Linked DNA regions of Macaca mulatta: region 1 is linked to region 2. A link is a contact called in public Hi-C data. All regions are on one chromosome and are shown on one strand. The core of a region is the stretch at or near the end of the contact, and the rest is flanking DNA. Distances in the headings are between cores, read along the strand shown. Region 1 holds the start of GOLGA1 (golgin A1). Region 2 holds the start of SCAI (suppressor of cancer cell invasion).

Region 1 (4,916 bases), core at 17-2,516, 200 kb before region 2:
CACCTGCCTCGGCCTTCTGAAGTGCTGGGATTACAGGTGTGAGCCACTGCACCCGGCCTGTTTCTTTTCTTCAGAATGTTTGACATGATATTCAAAGAAAGATTCAAAAATCTTTTCCTCCCAATGGTGTATAAAACACTAATATTCTGGTTCCAACCTTAACTTTCCATGTTTTGTGGAGGACACCTAAGCTCTGCTCTGAGATACACAAATGCCATCTTACCACTTCAGATCCTCCATTAAGTCTGTACAATTCTTCAGAAACTTTACTTTCAATGTCTGTAAACCACTTACTCACCTGGCTTATCTACTAGATCTAAAACAGCTTGGAGGTCAAAGCATTCTGTCCTGCATGAAGACAAAATAAAATTCATTGGATATTTCTTTCCAAGTGTATGGCCGAAATGTTGGGTGGGGACGGGGAGAAGTAGTGAAGGAAGAGGGACAAAAGAAGGATTAAAGGGGGTAAGAAAACCTGTCACAACTCTCAGTGGGATACCCTCCCTAACCCTGATCTCCTATGAATTTGTTATTTGCCTAAGAGCGTCACTTACAAGCGCACAGAACAGAATTGATCACCACAGCGGGTGCCTAAACTCATCTCTCCCTGGGAGCCCTAAGCAAAACAATTTGAATGAGGTTAAGTTTTCCTGGGGCCAGTATTTATTTCTCAGTTGATTACTATACTCACACACTGTTTACCTGGCCAGACCCTGGACTGTCTGGTCACGGATTTGCACTGAGAGAAAGCAAAGCAAGATTGGGTAAAGACAGATGCCTAACCCCCAGGGAGGCAGGCAGGTGCCTGCCACGGCAGTTTGGATCTCACTCCCTCAGGCTCCCTCCAGCCCCGCCCGTGCTTGGACTGTCAAAGAAAGGAAGGATCCAACATCTCTCCCATTTGACAGCAGAGAAACTGAGCCCCAGAGAGGAGGAGCGACTTGTCCAAGGTCGCGCAGGGAGGAATCCCGGAATCCTAGGCTCCAGACTCCCAGGCCGGGGCAGCCCGCCTCCGCCCCCACTCTCACCCTTTCAGCACCCCGGTGCCGCCCCCCGCCTTGGGGCTTGGGCAACCCTGACCGGGCCGCTGTGGGGACAGACAGAGGCCACCGGGAGAATAAGGGGCCTACTCGCATTCCCGGAGTCCTGGCCCGCGCACCTGCCTCTCTCTGGGCAGCCAGCAAAGCCCCGCCTCCGGGGCCTCTCGTGAGCCCCGGACCGCGTCACCAGCCCCCACCGCCCGGCTGGAGAGCCGAGCAGCGACCCGGAACCGCACGTCTCCCAGCGCGCCGGAAGTGACTGCGCGAGGGAGTTGGTCCGACGCGCGCATGCGCCCGTGCGCGGCCTTTGGCGGCTACTGTTCTAACCTCTGGGCGGCGGTTGGGCCGGAACGGCTGGAGTGCGCGAGTGCCTAGCCGGGCGCTCAGTCATTTCAGTTCGCCACGTCAGCGAGCGGCCAGAGACGCAGATGATGACTGAGTCTCCGAGGCCTCTCTTGGTCTTTTTCTATTTTAACAGGGGCGTGTGCAGAGCGTGGTAAGTGGGAGGGGCTTCGTGTCAAAAGTGAAAGAACCGGTCCGTGCCACAGGCCCCGCTGCGCTGTGCTGGCTACAAACCCTTCGCGGGCTGCGCTGCTTGGCCAGACGCCCCCCGTGCCGCCCGGTCCCGCCGCACCCTAGGCAGCTGCCTTGCCACTGTGTGACCCGGGAAGTCTGCGCCTCCATCTTCACTCAGAAGGCAGTAGCTCCAGAAACTAGTCCTTACACCTTGAGACCAGTTTTTAAACTTTGGCGCCTGTCACCTCCTGTAGATGATGCGTTTTATATCGCAACCGAGTGCATAACGTCCAGCAGAACCACGTTGTAATGCACTTAAAAACGCTAGTGGCAGCTCACTATATTGGATTAGCTTCACCATCCGCTGCTGGGCCGTCTCCTTTCTCCTTAGGAAGAAAGTTCAAAGCATCAAAAGTGCCCGGCGCCCGCTCCTGTGGTCCCAGCTACTCGGAAGACCGAGTTGGGAGGATCTCTGGGTCCGGGGCTTCGAGACCAGCCTGGGCACCGCGGCGAGACTCCGTCTCTTTAAGTAAATAGCAATCATACAGGCAGTAGGAAAAGAAAAAAACAAAACAGGAAAAACTGTCTTGTTCTAAGTCACATTCCAGGCCGGGCGCGGTGGTTCACCCGAGGTCAGGAGTTCAGACCAGCCTAACATAGCGAAACCCCGTCTCTACTAAAATTACAAAATTAACCGGGCTTGGTGGCCCATGCCTCGAATCCCAATTACTTGGGAGGCGGAGGCAGGAGAATCGCTTGAACCTGGGAGGTGGAGGTTGCAGTGAGCCAAGATTGCGCCATTGCACTCCAGCTTGGGCAACAAGAGTGAAACTGTCTCAAACAAAAAGTCACGGTCCACATCAGTAACCTAAGTCAGGTCCCTGAACTCGTCAGTGCCAAGCCAGCCATTCCTACTCTGGTTCCATCCCCAGACTTAACACCAGCCCAAGAGTAAGCAGATTTCACCCAATTCTTCAACAGCCCCTTCCTTCGCGTGTTCCAGGAGCAGGGCACGGAAAAACCAAAACCAGGATTCAGACATTTACAAACTAACAAGAAGCATCAACCCCAAGATAGTTCAAAGCCTTTGAGATATGTGAATGAAGCAAACCCTAACAGTTCAGCTGTCAATACCGAAAAAGTACCAAAAACTTTAAGCAAATAATCTTTATTTTTATATTGATGATACACTTAATATATATGTGGATTCAAGATACAAAATTCATGTACAGGAGTTCACACCTGATGAATGTAGACACATTCCTAGAGAACATTTATCAATGAAAATTTCTTTAATACACTGACAACAAAAATCAAATATTCTCTAATCTCGTTATTCAATAAACATCAAAACGTTTCAGTTTTCATCCTCTAGTATTGAAGTGCCCTCAAGGTGGTAGGCACTGTATCGCAGGAGAAAACATTGGAAAGCCTACTGAATCCGCTCTGCAGAATCACAGTGTTTACTCTGAAATTCATTTAGTGAAGTAGTGAAAGGCTATCTTTTATGACAAATCACATCTCATACAAGAGTCAAAAGTGATGAACTCAAGAAAATAAAATGTTTCAAGAACTTCTCAATTTCTAAAATCTATGGAGGATTAACCATAACAAAGAAGAAAAAGGCTGCTAGAAAGGAAGAAAACAAAAAACATCCTGTTTAAGAGAACGTATGGCTTAAGCAATTTAGAACACAACTGACAAGACTTTTATAATACCACAAATGTTCAAGTCAAATGATAGTGACAGTATAATTTTCCCCTTAGTCATTGGTAGTAAATAGCCCCTTCAAAATTTATTCTACTGTTAACACATATAAAAACTAATGAATCCAAACAGTTTTGCTAACAGGGCTGAGTCGATGGATTTTTTTTTCCTAAAGTATTAACTCACAATATCCAAATATTAATACAAATGAACAACAAGATTGTTTCAAAGATTACAGTGATTTGTGAATAGCTAAATAGGCAACCAAATAGCTTCATTATTTGCACAACAGATTAGCAGCACTTGGATAAGAATTGTTACATGAAAAATATTGTGCTTCAGTCTCTTGAGGAGAGCTAATAAATATAACTCTATAATCCCTATAGTATTACAATTCTATAACATTTCAGTTACAGACAAGCACAATTTTTAAGTATTTCACACCACTAGAAAATCGAGTAATTATATCCTCCAAATGTAATTACTGCTATGATTTAAACAAGTGCATTTCTGCCTAGTAATCAGAATGTAGACAATAAGTTCACCATTATTTTCAAGGGAAAAAGATCAAACATAACTTATTTTAACTCCTATTTGATTATCTTAACCTTTAGTGATGATTTGAATTTTAAAAAGGGAAATTCAACCTTACAATGGAAACTGCTCAGAGGAAATAATAAAGTGGCCTGAAATTACAGTAATTCTTAGCACAAAGTAAAAAGTGATTTATAACTGCTTCATCTGATTCAATGATTAATGAAACCATTGTTTATACTGGTGCTACACAATGAAGATAACCTATATGGATAAGTTATTTTACTTGTAAACTCTGCTATGAAAATGTTAGGACTTTGTATCTGCCTTTCCTATTATGTAAGACATTTCTACCTCAACTGGAAGAATCCTCCAAAATAAAAGTTTCTCTGATTATTGAACAGCAAGGTTTATTAAAAACAAGCAAAAAAAAAAAAAAAAAAAAAACAAAAAACCAGTAGAACTAGCCATATGGTCTATGTGGCAAAAGGAATGCATTCAGATAACTATAAAAAGCCACACAAATCAAATTCTAAATTATTGTACTGAACCATTAGAAGGTATTTTTAATGATATAATCAATGAGTTAACAAAAACCATTTTTCAGGAAACAGTAATAAAAATTCTTTTTTTTTTTTTTTGAAATGGAATCTCGCTCTGTCACCCAGGCGGGAGTGCAATGGCACAATCTCGGCTCACTGCAAAGTCCGCCTCCCAGGTTCAAGCAATTCTCCTGCCTCAGCCTCCCAAGTAGCTGGGATTACAGGCACACACCACCACGCCTGGCTAATTTTTTTTTTTTTTTTTTTAGTAGAGACAGGGTTTCACTGTGTTGCCCAGGCTGGTCTCCAACTACTGAGTAATAAAAATTCTTATTGTGCTAAAACACTTTAAGCAAATTTTTCCTGCAGATTTTTAATATACCACAATACATAGCTTTAATTTAGGAAAAAAGCAATTAATAGCATGCAAAGAAGGGTGGGAATAATATTTTTTAAAATACAGTGGTTATCCCTCTATGGTTTGGAAGTATTTACTTTTGGGATTATCATATATGATCATTTCAAATTTTATACTTATTCATACTGATTTCATGTTTGAGAAAATGTATGGTTCAAA
Region 2 (4,850 bases), core at 53-2,552:
TCATGCCTCATGGGATTGAAGGCATGAGCCACCCCAGCCAAGATGAGCTTTTTAAACAGAGATGCAGGAGAAACTGAAATTATGGCTAAGGTTAAAAAAAAAAAAAAAAAAAAAACTAGCTGAGATCCTAACACAACATCATAAAGTAAAAAAGTAGGATCTCTCAAGATTTCCCACATTATCTTAGATACCAAAAAAAAAAAAAAAAAAATCGACTATAGAGGTAATAATTTGAAGTCCTCAAAAGAAAAATCATGCATGTGGTTATTTTATTTTAAAAAGGGGATAAATAAGAAACTTCATCTACTGACAGTGTACAATTATGCAGTACGGCACAGGTGCAGCCAAGCAAAGAAAAACATGAAGCAAAATAGGAAGGCACTGCCTTACCTGCTTCTCCGTTTTCGAGGCGGTTTCTCCACTGTGCCAGTCAGTCTACAGACCAAACAAATAAGACAGTAACTAAAAGTAATATACAAGAAAACATCTCCCGGCGCTACCGTGCCAGTCAGGAACTAAACAGACCACCCTCTGGGACCACAGGCTCGCCAAGCCCAGACCTGACCTTACAAACGCCTTATGCCCTGTTTCCCAAGACCAAGCACTCCTGGGACTCACCGTTCCCCTAATTCCCCCTGAGCCCAAACCTTCCTGGTCCCTCACCCCATCTTCAACCCCTGCTCGTCACAGCCCAGCTCCCCAAAATCACCCACCTCCACCTACTCATTGTCTGCCTCGTCACCCCCGTAAGCTCCCCCAGCCTCCCCTTTCCTGTGCCCATCCGCTCCCGACCGTACACTGCCCTCTCCACGCCCCGCCTCTCCGGGCCCGGCGACCCCCGCATTCCACGGCCCCTCCGGGGGCGCGCGCGCCTTGCCCCTCCCGGCCCCGCGCCGCCAGCCTCACTCCTCGGCGCCCCTTCCCTCACACGCCCCTCTCACCTGGCCTCGAGGATGCGATCGCGCCCAGCCCGCGCCGCCGCCTCCAGGCGCCCCCCAGATCCCCCCAGCCTGCACCCCCCGCCCCTCCGGTCTCTGCGCCCCGAATGTTCCGCGGCCCCGAGCCGCTGCCCCTGGGCCCGCTCCCTGGTCCCCGCCCCATCCCCAACCCCGGCCTCCACCCAGCCCCTGCCCCACCTTGGGGCCAGGCGACTCCGCGGCTGCTGGGGCTGCCGGGCTCCTCTGACCATCCGGCTCCTGCTCCGCCGCGGGAGCTGCTCCGGCGGCCGCAGGGCTCGCTCGGGAAGCTGAGGCGGCGGAGGCTGGAGTAGGCGGAGAGGCGGGAGGAGGGCCTCGCGCCTCTGCCAGGCTTGCCGCGGGGCCCGCCTTCTCCGCGCCTCTCCTCGGCTCCCATTGGCTAGCTCAGTAGTGTGGACGGAAACCTGTCAGTCGATTGGACGCTCGGCCCATCACATCCCGCGCTGCCCACCCAGAGGTTTGGTTGAGACTGCAGGTGGCAGCGGAGGTGCCTTAGAGATTGCTAGCAGGGCCGGAGGAGACCCGAGCGCCACCAAGCGCCGAAAAATAGGAACTGCACCCCCTGGCGCCAGACACCTGCCCCAGGTTCTCCTGGCTTTGCGTCCTGCATCCCACACACCTGCTGGCGCCCCTCCACCTCTGCACCACGCCAGGACCGAAAACAAACCCTGAAATCTCCCAGTTTCCTCTAGCAGGTGAGACAGTGAGGCAACTCTCACACACGTGTTTCCTTTTAAGCCACCTCGAATGCGATCCTTGTCCCTACATCTTGCTGAAATTGTCTCACAGCTCACAGCTACCCTTCAAAAAGGACCCAGCCAGAAAACTGTAAGAATCCACCAAAATAAAGCATGGTTGGGATGCTCAGTCCTCTGCAGAAAAGATCACTAGCTTGGGTGCAGGCTTTTAAGAAAGCAAGATTTTTTTTAATTACCGTGAAAGAAAAATCAGTACTGCAAACAGAACCAATGCCATACTAAAAGCAACGTGTTCTATTTTGAAAGGCCTGAACAAATTTCATCCCTGAATGTAAGCCGACCATCCTGATTCTGTGACCATTGCAAGTTCTACACCAATTAATCAATTTTAAAATAAATTTTACTGTATTTTTTGACAGACAAGCATGCAAAACTGCCTTTCATAAGCATAATTAGTTACCCATCGTCTTCTGCTTTAACAAAGCCATCCCTGAAAATAAGACTCAGCTCATTAACGTATTATAAAATTCTTGAAGGTGGGAAGGCCTCTCTAAATCACTACTCCTGTGTGCACTTGTTTAGTAAATTCTTAGCATCTGTTCAGAGTTGGGAGGCGGCATAAAACTTTCTCTTGGCCGGGCGCGGTGGCTCAAGCCTGTAATCCCAGCACTTTGGGAGGCCGAGGCGGGCGGATCACGAGGTCAGGAGATCGAGACCATCCTGGCTAACACGGTGAAACCCCGTCTCTACTAAAAAAATACAAAAAACTAGCCGGGCGAGGTGACGGGCGCCTGTAGTCCCAGCTACTTGGGAGGCTGAGGCAGGAGAATGGCGTAAACCCGGGAGGCGGAGCTTGCAGTGAGCTGAGATCCGGCCACTGTACTCCAGCCCCGGCGACAGAGCAAGACTCCGTCTCAAAAAAAAAAAAAAAAAAAAAAAAACCTTTCTCTTAAGCCACTTCCATTTTATTAGAACATCTTTTATGCCTCAATAATATGACAGCCTCGAGTAGTACATGTCAACATTGGGGTGGGGAAAATCTCTCATTGATCTCCATAAATGGCAAATATTAGGATACTAGTTTTTCATAAAACCAAATGTATTTGGCGTAAAGAGCTGTCTTTTCTTCTGAGATGGTCCTACCTATATCTCTAATGGTAAAATGACTTTCCATTTATGAAGTAATACTGATGGTAAATTGTAGCAGGATTTGAAAAATTGCTTTGACAAAGAAAAAATGTCAAATCTCTGTTGGCCCCCCAAATTAGTATTTCATGTAATTCTAGTCACAGAACCACAAATCAGCTCAATCTCAACCACCAGTTTCCACCCATATTATCAAGCCAGAGGAAACAACTCCAGAATAATTTGTGTCAGACGAAGGGGGATCATCAACTCACTAGGGAAGTAATCTTGAAATACATTTATTACATTCCTTATTAAAAAACCACTGCCTGCTTTTTAGCATCTTCTATAACTGACCAATCCTCACTGATATATATCAGATATTGTCAATAGAACAGAAGCTATTCATTTCTTACGCCTTCCCAGAGAGGATCCTCAAGTCTTCACATTGTGTCCAAGTGATCTCTGGTTGTTTTTACTCTGTAAGACACAAATCCCATCATTCCAGACCACATTTAATTCACACTTCCTCTGTATTTTCGCCAATTACTCCATCCTACATCGAACATTTCCTTCTCCAGATGTGTTGTTCTTACAAAATCTACACTATGTTAGCAATTACACATTGCCTTGGATTATTCTTCTCAACTACAATGAATTTGAACAAATGGCCTATGAGTATGAGCCCTTAATAAAAAGCAGCTTTGGACCAGACACTGGGTGCTTTGTGTGTGCTATTTTTAATACTGAGATTAACCCTGTCTGATACTCTCTTATTTTAGACACAGAAATTTAAGATTCAGAAAATTCAATTTGTTCAGGGTCACACAGCTACAATAACCAATATTGCTTAAAATAGAGGGCTAAAGATGTACTCTGGTGTGCCCTCTAGGGATTCAAGTTCCAGCTCTCCTGTGCAACCTTAAACAAGTCACCTGTCCTCTCTAAGCCTATTTCCTCATCTGGGGAAAAAAGTTCTAGAGAAGGATGAACAAAATTAAAGCTGGGCACAGAATCTTATGCTTGTAATCCCAGTGCTTTGGAAGGCCGAGATAGGAGGATCTCTTCAGCCAGGAGTTCAAGATTAGCCTGAGCAACATAGGGAGACCCCCTCTCTACCAAGAAAAAAAAAAATTAAAGGTAATATAGTTATAGACCCATAGCAAGGGCATCACAAAATAAAGAACGTAACAATTTAGCTACATATGCTGAATACAGGTTAGTTGCTATTACTGCATGGCAGAGCTGGGGTTTTAACCTAGATCTGATCCCAAAGCCTGTGCTATTCCATAATGCCTCCATGCAGTCTTTTATAACCCACCATTTATATACAAAAGCAGAGTGCTGCTGAGAATAGTGGGTGCCTAGGGATTGAGTGGAATATACTTATGTAGTATTTTTGTTGACAACACAAATCTATAAATGCCGCGCATTTTTGAATTAAGAAAACATTTGAATGATCTAAGCCAGCATAAGCCTACTCTCATGAGGGTAAAGGCACAAATTCACCAAGAAGTTGATAGAGAAATAGAAAACTAACAGGAGGGGAATGCAGAACCAACCTTCCCCAAGCGTCTAGTGTGTCTGGCATTATGCTAGGGGACTTTCCAAATGTTTCTTTTTGGTTTACTACTGTGTATTTCGTCAGCATCACTGCACACTGTAAATACACAATTTAAAGAGTTGTAATGATCTCATGAAGCATAGTTCTGGGCACTGGATCGAGGTTGTAACAATAAACATTGCCTTTAAAGAGTTGGAACACTTAGCTCAGAGTCAAATGCAAAACAAAACAAAAAAAAAGATTTCACTTTTGTTTACCAGTCAAGCAACCAAGTGGAGGAATAAGCATTTTTTAATTTCTTATATAAAATGCTAACTTCTTGTCAGGACATACTACAGACTATGCATTAAATTTTTTGACAAACTTCCTATAATCTTTTTATTAATTTACACTGAGGGAATATAGCACCTTTCATCCGAAGAACTGAAGGTGCTTTACAAACATTAGCATTTAAAAAACAATTACATTTAAAAATCTGGATTCTTG

The links. A called contact is a pair of places that touch in the nucleus more often than the background predicts.
Region 1: a Hi-C map of fetal cortical plate shows a contact between it and region 2, with 2.7 times the contacts expected there. The contact joins the promoter of GOLGA1 here to the promoter of SCAI in region 2. A contact is called at or near these places in 4 of 14 Hi-C or Micro-C datasets (cortical neurons, fetal cortex germinal zone, fetal cortical plate and 1 more).

The regions. Positions count from the first base shown.
Region 1 is chr15:22,824,851-22,829,766 of T2T-MMU8v2.0, reverse strand. GOLGA1 (golgin A1) reads right to left here and starts at 1,266. Exons shown (of 21, transcript XM_077968048.1): 1 at 1,029-1,266; 2 at 299-348. It also overlaps the pseudogene LOC716530.
Region 2 is chr15:22,624,780-22,629,629 of T2T-MMU8v2.0, reverse strand. It overlaps SCAI (suppressor of cancer cell invasion), which reads right to left and starts at 1,302. Exons shown (of 18, transcript XM_015116846.3): 1 at 1,137-1,302; 2 at 391-435. The coding sequence starts at 1,189. PPP6C (protein phosphatase 6 catalytic subunit) reads right to left here. Exons shown (of 6, transcript XM_077968007.1): 6 at 4,638-4,850.